Linked DNA regions of Lactuca sativa: region 2 is linked to region 1. The links are chromatin contacts, called in public Hi-C maps. All regions are on one chromosome and are shown on one strand. Each heading gives the region's core, a stretch centred on a gene start, on an enhancer-like site or on the middle of the called end of the contact. The rest is flanking DNA. Distances are from core to core; before and after follow the strand shown.

What was found. Hi-C and Micro-C count contacts between places; a contact is called where the count stands out from the background.
Region 2: a contact with region 1 is called in a Hi-C map of leaf, with 6 times the contacts expected there. The contact joins the promoter of LOC111913348 here to the promoter of LOC111913349 in region 1. A contact is called at or near these places in 3 of 4 Hi-C or Micro-C datasets (leaf and seed).

What each region holds. Positions count from the first base shown.
Region 1 is chr2:166,191,798-166,196,659 of Lsat_Salinas_v11, forward strand. It overlaps LOC111913349 (kinesin-like protein KIN-7G), which reads right to left and starts at 2,964. Exons shown (of 13, transcript XM_023909070.2): 1 at 2,454-2,964; 2 at 2,258-2,347; 3 at 2,065-2,165; 4 at 1,857-1,970; 5 at 1,691-1,772; 6 at 1,535-1,602; 7 at 1,390-1,455; 8 at 1,160-1,284; 9 at 750-1,089; 10 at 551-655; 11 at 1-462. The coding sequence starts at 2,682.
Region 2 is chr2:166,466,590-166,471,496 of Lsat_Salinas_v11, forward strand. LOC111913348 (probable serine protease EDA2) reads left to right here and starts at 1,992. Exons shown (of 12, transcript XM_023909069.3): 1 at 1,992-2,388; 2 at 2,525-2,650; 3 at 2,768-2,923; 4 at 3,005-3,187; 5 at 3,285-3,401; 6 at 3,478-3,531; 7 at 3,608-3,679; 8 at 3,781-3,989; 9 at 4,072-4,166; 10 at 4,253-4,327; 11 at 4,418-4,501; 12 at 4,606-4,907. The coding sequence starts at 2,203. The coding sequence ends at 4,724.

The sequences.
Region 1 (4,862 bases), core at 1,714-4,213:
AGAACTAATCACTTCATGACTTTCAATTTCACTTTGATCATCATGAAATGTTTCATGATTTGGGATCCTAATTTTCACATCAGGAGATGAACAATATGAGTCTACATTTTGAATGGAGTCCTCTCTTTCAATGCAACGAACTACTTTGCATAACACTTGTGGAGTTGCATTACTTTTGTCATCAACTTCATCCCAATCAAGACATGATTCAGTTTCACTTTGTGCAATTCTGATCATGGGTCTTATTGGAGTATGATCAGGCTCAAATTCAGTAACTCGGATGTAATTTTCTTCAAAACTACTTTCACTACGCCTTGGAGAATATCGACTTGATCCAAGGGTTCTAATGCTTCCATCAAATGAGTGACGTGGGTCCACCACAATTGATGTTTCTGGCATCATGTAAGTTTCAACTTCAGGTGTTACTTGCACTCGTAGGTGAGGGTATTCATCTGAACCCAACTGTAACATATTAAAAAAAAAATGAATATCTGAGATAAGTAAAATAAAATAAAAAAGTTTTAAAAAAAATATATGTTTTTATTTTTACCCGTGTCAATGAACTTCCATTACTTTCAACCACACGTAGTAAATCTTGAACATGTGATCGTGCATCGTCTCTTTCAGCTGTTAATTCATCAATCTGCTTCTGCATCTGTAAACGAGATACAAGATTTTTTTTTTTTTCATTATGTAACTTTCATGGTTTTTGTGTAATGTAAGGGGTAGAAAAGTAATTTCTTTATTACCTTTTCAAGTTGATGGTCTTTTTCCTTTAACAATTTGGTAGTGGTATCTGATGTGAAACGATTAGACCCTGGAGTTCTTAACTCACTTTCCAATCTATCTAATTCTCTTTGAAGATGCTTCACTAAAGCTTTGTCTGAAATTACCGTATTGACCTGGGCATTTGTACTTACTTCCTTTGCACAACTTGCAAACAAAAGTGTGTTTCTTGATTGTTCAACATGACTTCTTGCAGGACTCATAGTACAGATGATTGCTGTTCTTGAATTACCTCCTAAAGATGATTGCAGTATGCGAGTTAGCTTTGAATCTCTGAAGGGTATGTGTCCACTTCTTCCTTTACTGTATTCAAAAACATAAATGAGGATAAAGTAAGCTAAAAAAACATGCTAAATATGAAAAGAAAACAAACCTTAGCTTTCGAATCACAGTTCCTAGTGTTAAAAGACTGCGATTTATATGGCATCCTTCTTTTAACCTAGTGCCAGCTGTCAATGACTGGGATGCACGCTCACTTCCAGCAAGATCAACAAAGTTCTATAGTAAAACATAAAAGACAACTACTATATCTTAGTGACATGTTAATGTTGATGTTGTATAAAATCCATATCAATTTTTTTTTTTTTTTTTTTTTTTGCATACCACTGTAGAAACAAGTGTACTTGCACTGTCTCTCCCTAGATAGTTGGAGGGTGTACTTTCAATTGTCTGCATTTAATAATCAATTGTGAAAAATAATGTTGGTTATTAAGTATGTAAGTTGAAGGATTTGTTTAAAGATTTTTACCAGTCTGATGATTTGGTGAGATCTAGAGCTTGTTTCATTGAGTGATGTCTCTCCAATCTGTCTCTGAGCTGTAAAATGAATTATACTTGAGAGTTGAAATTAAATGCTATGAATTGAGTGAGAGTTTAATGTGGTTGAAGATGTTAATTTTCTCACCTTCACAGATAGAAAGGAGCTCCATCATATGATCCCAGTCCCTAACACTTTCATCTGTTAGATTCTCAACGATTGTTCCTCTCTGTTAAAATTGATTCGCCATTAATGTTACTGAAATAAAAGATGTATTGTTGATGAAAACAAACTGAAATATATTCCTATTCACCTCTGGATCATCTAAAAGTCTGAGTGGATAGCCATCACTGCTAAGGAGATCTTTGACAGATTCATTGTATATTTCCATGGCAGAGAATTTCAGATGAAAGTCCCTATCTGGGTGCTACATTGAAATTAAAGAGTAGATGAGAGAAAAGTGGAAAAGAAATAGTTGATGTGAAGAATTTCTGAGATGATGTGAATGTGTGATTGATTACCTTTTGTACATAGTCATATATGTCTGCTAAAGTGTACTCTGTGATTCCAGTCATTGTGAATGTCTTCCCACTGCTTGTTTGCCCATATGCGAAAATACTTGCTGGAAATTGTTGTAATCGACTGTGAATGTGGATCCAACTTGCAGAGTGTAACAAGATGAAAGAGTAGTAGAAAGAGAAAAGTGAAACTCACCATTGATACCACCAACAACTGATAGCACAACTTCCTTTGCTGCATCCTGGTATACCTGCCTTGTGGAGCAATCACAACCAAAAACCCTGTCTACACCCAATTGGGCACCATGGAAAGAATACGAAGAAGATCAGTATCAATTGATCCAGAAAAAAAGAAGAAGAAGAAGAAGAAATTTTCCAGAAAAACGACTTACCAAATGTATATGCAGAGGGGTACATGGATCTCTCAGGGACACTAAGGTTCCCATTCTTGTAAACGATGGTGTTTTCAGCGACGCATTCCCAATCAGACACATCGTTCGTAACAATCTCTCTTCCATTCAAAGGTCGCAGCCGCACAGACACAAAAATCTTCTCGCCATGGCGGGAACCACCGTCCCCTGATCGCGTCCCCCCTCCTCCACTACCACCGGTTTCCCCCATCTCCAGCAGAAAACTTAAATCTCACGGGTTATACATAACAAATTGTGATATAATAGTAAGATATTTGTTCAGCTGTCCTCGATAATTCAAGTAATGGTAGCGGTAGAGGAGACATAAAGGGAGAGGGACCAACAAAGTCGTTAAGATCAAATAACAATCATCGTCTGAAACAACCGGTAATCATGAAAATCAGGTTAGCTAAAATTCAACGCAACATGTAGTAACATATCTCGTCAAAGTCGATTATAATAATGTAGTTGTATAATGTATAAACACATACACACATACAATTGTATGAATCTACACACCAATAAAATAATGATTCGCAAATTATACGAAAAGTCGTCAACGAGGACGGCGGTGTATTTAAGCGAATTGTTAAAGATATGGTCCCCGCACCGACCCTTTGTCCCTTTGATTTTACAGACTGTCATTGTCTTTTCTGACTGTTGTTTCTATAATCATTGACGAATTTCGTTTTGAGCAGAAAATATAAAGCAAAATTAGGTTCCAAAAGGTATAGATTTTGAAATGTAGATGAAATTTACCTTAGAGAATGTGATTGATTGATGTTGGATCAGATTCATCGTTCTTGTGCGAGCCGTCTCTCTCCCTCAGCACATATTTTTTAATGTACTGATGAGGATTTGAATGGAGGGAGAGAAGAGTGAGAGGAGCTATAAATTTGCAGAGATAATGATGATGATGATGATGATTGAAACAAATTCAAATTTTGGGAATCAGATTGAATTTGGGATTTGACGTCGGTGTTTAACGACTGGATTAAAACAAAAACACGAACTGTAACTGAATAATTGCCGCGTTATTTATCATAATAAATCCTAAAACATTTTTCCTGAAATTTATGTTCATTCAAAAGAAATGTACATTACTTCATCTATGTAAAATAGCATGTTTTAGTTTTCATTTAATTATCATCGTATAAGGTTATATTACCAAAAATATATATACACCGTACGAATGTTCTTATGTACTTCAAAAATTTTTAATAAATATATATATTCTTTGAAAAAAAACATTATGTTATTAATATTAACTGTTAAAAATTTTATATTAACAAGATAAAATTATAATTATTTTGAACTGTCCAAGGCCCAGATGATAGGATTAAATAATAAAAATAAAAATAACTACAAGCGAATTCTTAATTGATAATCAACAAACTCTCTCAAATAAATAAATAAATACTTATAAGGACAAGATAAGAGTATTTTCTCTTTAGGAAAAAAGGATAGGATTATTTCTTTAAATCTAAAAATCATAATTGGTAAGGATAAAATCATAATCAATTATCTAAAATCAAATAATAAAGTTTTGGAAAATAAAAAAAAATATAAAAAAAAAATATAAAAAAAAAAAAAAACACCAATTTTGAAGCCACAAACGACCCCAAATGACGAAAAAACACCACACGACATAGTGGAGCGATAAGTTTTCTTTATCGGGTCCTTTTAAATATCGTGTGTGAATAGATACATGCCCCGCCCACATCCGCATAACGGGCTCCGCCCATAACATACATATACAAGCACATACAAATATCTTACAGACAACAAGTATATCGACATAACCAATCAAGGGACAGCCTTGGTGCCTTAGACCCACTAAACCCAGTGAGGAAACTCACCATGAAAAGCTGAATGAAACGTATGATCCCTAACTGCTGGTCCTACAGCTCCCCGAGCTATCAATTTCCAAATAAAAACTAATTAACATTTGGGATCTACATCGTAACCAAAAATCCCTACTTGGGGTAAAAAGACCATTTTACCCTAACCTAGCTTGGTCCAAGAATGAATCCCATAACCACAATGCAATGGGCCCAAAAGTTAAACAATCCATCAAGGCCCAAATATGGCCCAATTTCTAGTTGGATCCAATCCATTCACATGGGCCTTAGCCCAAGGCCCAATAACATACCTGCCCTAAAAACTTCCAAGATCAGATGGCCCAACTAAACCCTAACCTTCTAAGCCCAAAATGAAGCCCAACGTTAAAGCACAACATCGAATGGCCACCTGACTGAGTACGTGGGGTGTACTCAGCTTGTACGCTAAGCGTACTGGCTCAAGGGCTTTTACGTTGCGCATACAGGCTTGTACCCCCAACGTACTCAACCATATCAGCCACCTTCTACTTTAAGCACTTAACTCGTTAAG
Region 2 (4,907 bases), core at 742-3,241, 270 kb after region 1:
CCTCCCTGTTCTTCAATTTTTATACGTATTCTATTTTCGGCCCCCAAATCATAACTTCAAGTTCCGTCACTACATTCAGATTGGTATTTTTTTAACGACCGGATGAATTATTTAAACTAACAAAATGTTTAAATAAACAAATAAAAAAATTATACAAAACATTCTCCACGTGCCATGTTTTTTTTTTTACAATTTTTTGCATTTTATGAATTATGATGATATATTGGTTTGATTGTGATTTCTCACCAAATCCTTTCAACCAAGGCATTCAATATATCTCTAATTGAAGAAAAAAAATGGTATTATTTTTCATATTTGAAACATGAGCAACGTTTATCATAATTTTTCTTTATAAAAGATATTCAAATTTATTTTATTTTAACAGTACAATTTTGAGTTTGTATACAATCTAATGGCTTATTTGATTATCTACTGAATTTCTAGAATACATTTTAATAGTTTTAAAAAACTAGCAAAATTAAAGGTTACAAATAAAAAGTTTATAAATCAGGAATAACATCAAATAAAAACTTAAGTAGTTAATTGTATATATTTTTTGTACACCAACTCTTTGAGAAAAATATCTCAAAGTTAGTTGGGATAAATTTCTTACGATTTGTTAAGCTAGCTAATTTACACACAGAAATTCATTTACGACCCTTCCATTTACATCTTATTCACAAAAAAGTTTTCACTTACACCGTTTTTATGTATGTAATTTATTGTATACCATTATTTGATTAAGGTACAGAGAATGGATTGGACTGTAATTCTTGAAGAAAAAATTAAATAAGAATAAAATAAATTGAAATTATTAATACTTTCTACGGAGTTATAAATGTTAAAATAATAATAATAATAATAATAATAATAATAATAATAATAATAATAATAATAATAATAATAATAAAAAATAAGATCAAAGGTGAAATTAGAAAACCATAGTGTCTAGAGTAATCATTAGTGAAATTATCGGTGGTCATAGTCACATACATATCTAATAATCCTATGTAAATCTTTGAAATCTATATGAAGTTAAAGCTATGTTTGATACATTAACTAAAAGGTTATCATATTGCATGAAAAGCTATCTTAGTTGATAAAAAAATATATAATTTGATAAAACTAGCCTGAGGAATATATAATAACATAAAAATGACAGGTAAAATTATACTTTATTTTTAAACCAAATTAACCAAACACGAATCTAAAATTTGAGCCCTATATATTCGGAATTAGAAAACAACTTTTATTCCAAGATTTGGTTATGATTTATGCTTAGAAATTATTTCAAAAAGAATGAGGTAAATCGGTAGAAAAACGAGCTAAATATCGATGGCAGGCAAAATTGGGCCATTGTTGCCTACTGAACCCGGGCTTGGTATGATGGGAGTTTTGGGCTGAAATACATTTAGAATTTCTGTTTTTGGTACGATTTATATTATTTATCTTTTAAAACAACTTTTTTTTGATATTTTAATGGGTATTTTCAACATTATTTTAGTTATTAAATTTACGAAATTAAGATCGTGATCCATCAGCCATCATTTTATCCCAAGCAAGCAACATGATTCTTTTATGTACGAATAGAATCATATATGGTTGGGTTCCTAGGAAGCAGCTATGCAATTTTACTTTAACCTTTTCAAATATTTTTCTATTAAAATTACAATATCATTACTAACGTTTTAGTAATTACAACTATTACATCTTTTTTTTGCATTTAAACTAGATAAACAAATCGTCAAGTTAATTTCTTACGTATTCCTGTCTGTTAACATAAAATCTCACATACCTTATTTAATAAAATTTAATCCCAACCTTTTACAAGAGTACTAATATCAAACAACCCTTACCAATTGGGCTGAGTTATAAGGCCCAGTAATTCGAAGTCTTTAATCATTGGGACAGAATAGGCCATACCTAAGTGATTGGGCCGGGTTTATTTATACGGGTCGAGTTGTAGAAACCGCGATACAACTAGATTCTCCACCAGCAATGGAAGATTGCCTTTGACGTCACAAGGGAAGACAATAAATTCACTCTGATCTACATACATAGTAGAAGTAGAGCTTAATCACATATCAACAAGATTACGTGACAAAAAAACATCAAATTCATCGTTTTTTGGAGCAGCAGTTTGTGAAAAGAGATCGATTTTTCGATTGAGGATTGCAGATTTGACGAAAGGAGAAAAAAAAAATGAGGGCGTTGGTAGATTCACTTGGGCTTTTGTTCATGATTTCGATTTTCAGTGCTTGTAACGGGCTATCTACTCCTCGAATCATTGAACGCATGCACATCAGCAGTAGTGGTAGCAGCAACAGCAGTTATTTGACAAAGGATGAGCTCTGGTTCAATCAGACGCTCGATCATTTTTCCCCTTACGTATACATTCTCTCCCCCTTTAATCTTTATGTCATTTACCATTAATTTTATGAAGATTTGACATCTAATGTTGTGAAATTGTTCATGAATTCCCAATCTGTATGTATGATGAGTCATTGTGTTTTGGCATTTACAGGATCATCGTAAGTTTGGGCAGCGGTATTACGAGTACTTGAACGAATTCAAGCTTCCCCATGGTCCAATCTTCTTAAAAATATGTGGTGAAGCTGCATGTAACGGGATATCAAATGACTATATGAGCGTACATTACCAAAATCTTCATACATGATCATATATCGATAGCCTTTATTCATGAATTTTATGTTTATATGTAAAAGCAATTGTCCCTGATGGATCATAATCTTCTAATTCCATACAGATTTTGGCAAAGAAGTTTGGAGCTGCTTTAGTTACACTTGAGCATCGATACTACGGAAAGAGTTCTCCATTCAAATCTCTAACAACCAAAAACCTAAAATTTCTTTCATCTAAGCAGGCACTATTTGACTTAGCTGCTTTCCGTCAATTCTATCAGGTTTATAGATGAATTTATTTGGAATAATTCAAATATTTGTACTTTTAGTTTCATAACATATTACTCTCCATGATCTTGTAGGAATCATTAAACTCAAAACTCAACAGAACAAATATTGAAAATCCATGGTTTGTGTTTGGTGTTTCTTATGCTGGAGCTCTTAGTGCATGGTTTCGTTTGAAGTTCCCTCATCTCACATGTGGGAGTCTTGCAAGCTCTGCTGTAGTTAATGCTGTTTACAATTTCACTGAATTCGATCAACAGGTGAGGTGATGAAAAGTGAAAATAGAAAGAAAAAAAAAAAACATTTATCTTTATTTTAAGGGACGTTTTTGGTCACAAATCTTTTCTGTCATGACAGGTTGCTGAGTCAGCAGGACCTGAATGTAAAGCTGTATTACAGGAAGTTACTCAACTTGTTGAAGAAAAGCTTGCATCAAATAGTAACGCATTGAAGACCACATTTGGTGCTACTCAGGTAATATATATGAAGTGATTGACTATTTGACTTTATGAACCTGTCATGTTTGACTACTATAATATCCTTTTTTCAGCTAAAAATAGATGGTGACTTCTTGTATTTTCTAGCGGATGCTGCAGCCATAGCTGTAAGTTTTTTCACATATATGTTTATATAAACTTTTTCCATAGTGTACATGATTCATGATATATGAATCTTTGTAGTTTCAATATGGGAATCCTGATAAACTTTGCACACCAATGACTAAAGCTAAAAAGGCGAGAGAAGATCTAGTGGTAATTCCAATTTCCAATTTCCAAGTTTCTTGTTCTTGAATTCTTTTTCTTAATACAATCTTGAAACTAAAAAAAAAAAAAAAGTAACAATCTTTATGCAGAATGCATATGCAAAATACGTGAAGGAATATTATGTAGGAAGTTTTGGAGCTGAAGTTGAATCATATAACCAAGAAAATCTTAAAAAGACAAACCCAAGTATGTATGAATCTGGTGATCGATTATGGTGGTTTCAAGTTTGTAGTGAAGTTGCATATTTCCAGGTGGCACCTTCAAATGATAGCATCCGTTCTTCAAAGATTGACATAAGGCATGTACATATCAACATTATGACACATTTTAATCAATAATATAAAATCCAGGTTTCATAATTCTATTATTTTAATTAACAGGTATCATTTGGATCTATGTAAAAATGTATTTGGAGAAGGTGTGTATCCGCTTGTTAATGCTACAAATCTTTACTATGGGGGCAAAAACATTGCTGGTATGAACTATGAACATTACTATTTACATGTGAATTTCAGGGTTAATTTCTTTTTGATGAATTTTGTTGAAATATGTAAAATGTAGGATCAAAAATAGTTTTTACAAATGGGTCACAAGATCCATGGAGACGTGCATCAAAGCAAGTGTCATCTGAAAGCAGTAAGCCTCCAACCCTAATATTTTATTTTTTCTTTGGATTTTTTGTTTCTATCACTTAATTTGTGTTTTTTTTAATAATTTTATTTGTAGTGCCATCATATATAATTAGTTGTCATAACTGTGGTCATGGAAGTGATTTAAGAGGATGCCCACAGTCTCCTTCGCCTCCTGAAGGTTTGTAAATTGGATATATATTTTTCATGTGTGCGTAATATTAATTATTAATTATTAATTATTATATAACAATTTGTGACTGAATAATGAAATTATAATTTCAGGAAGCTCAAAGGGGTGTAGTTCACCGGATGTGGTTGACAAAGTAAGACATGAGATTGTAGAACAGATAGACTTATGGTTGGCTGAGTGTCATGATTTTGGTAAGTGTTCAAGCCAATAAGTCTTCAGAAGAACATGTGGATAGTTGCTTCATTCATGATCTTAATTATATGTTTTTAGTGAGATTGAGAGATGATGATGCAAATAAGACATGCAATGTATCAAAACCTTTGTTGCATGTAAATTGCAAACATTTTTGATACTCATTACCTTGTATTCTTTTGTGAATATTGATGTTTGTTCT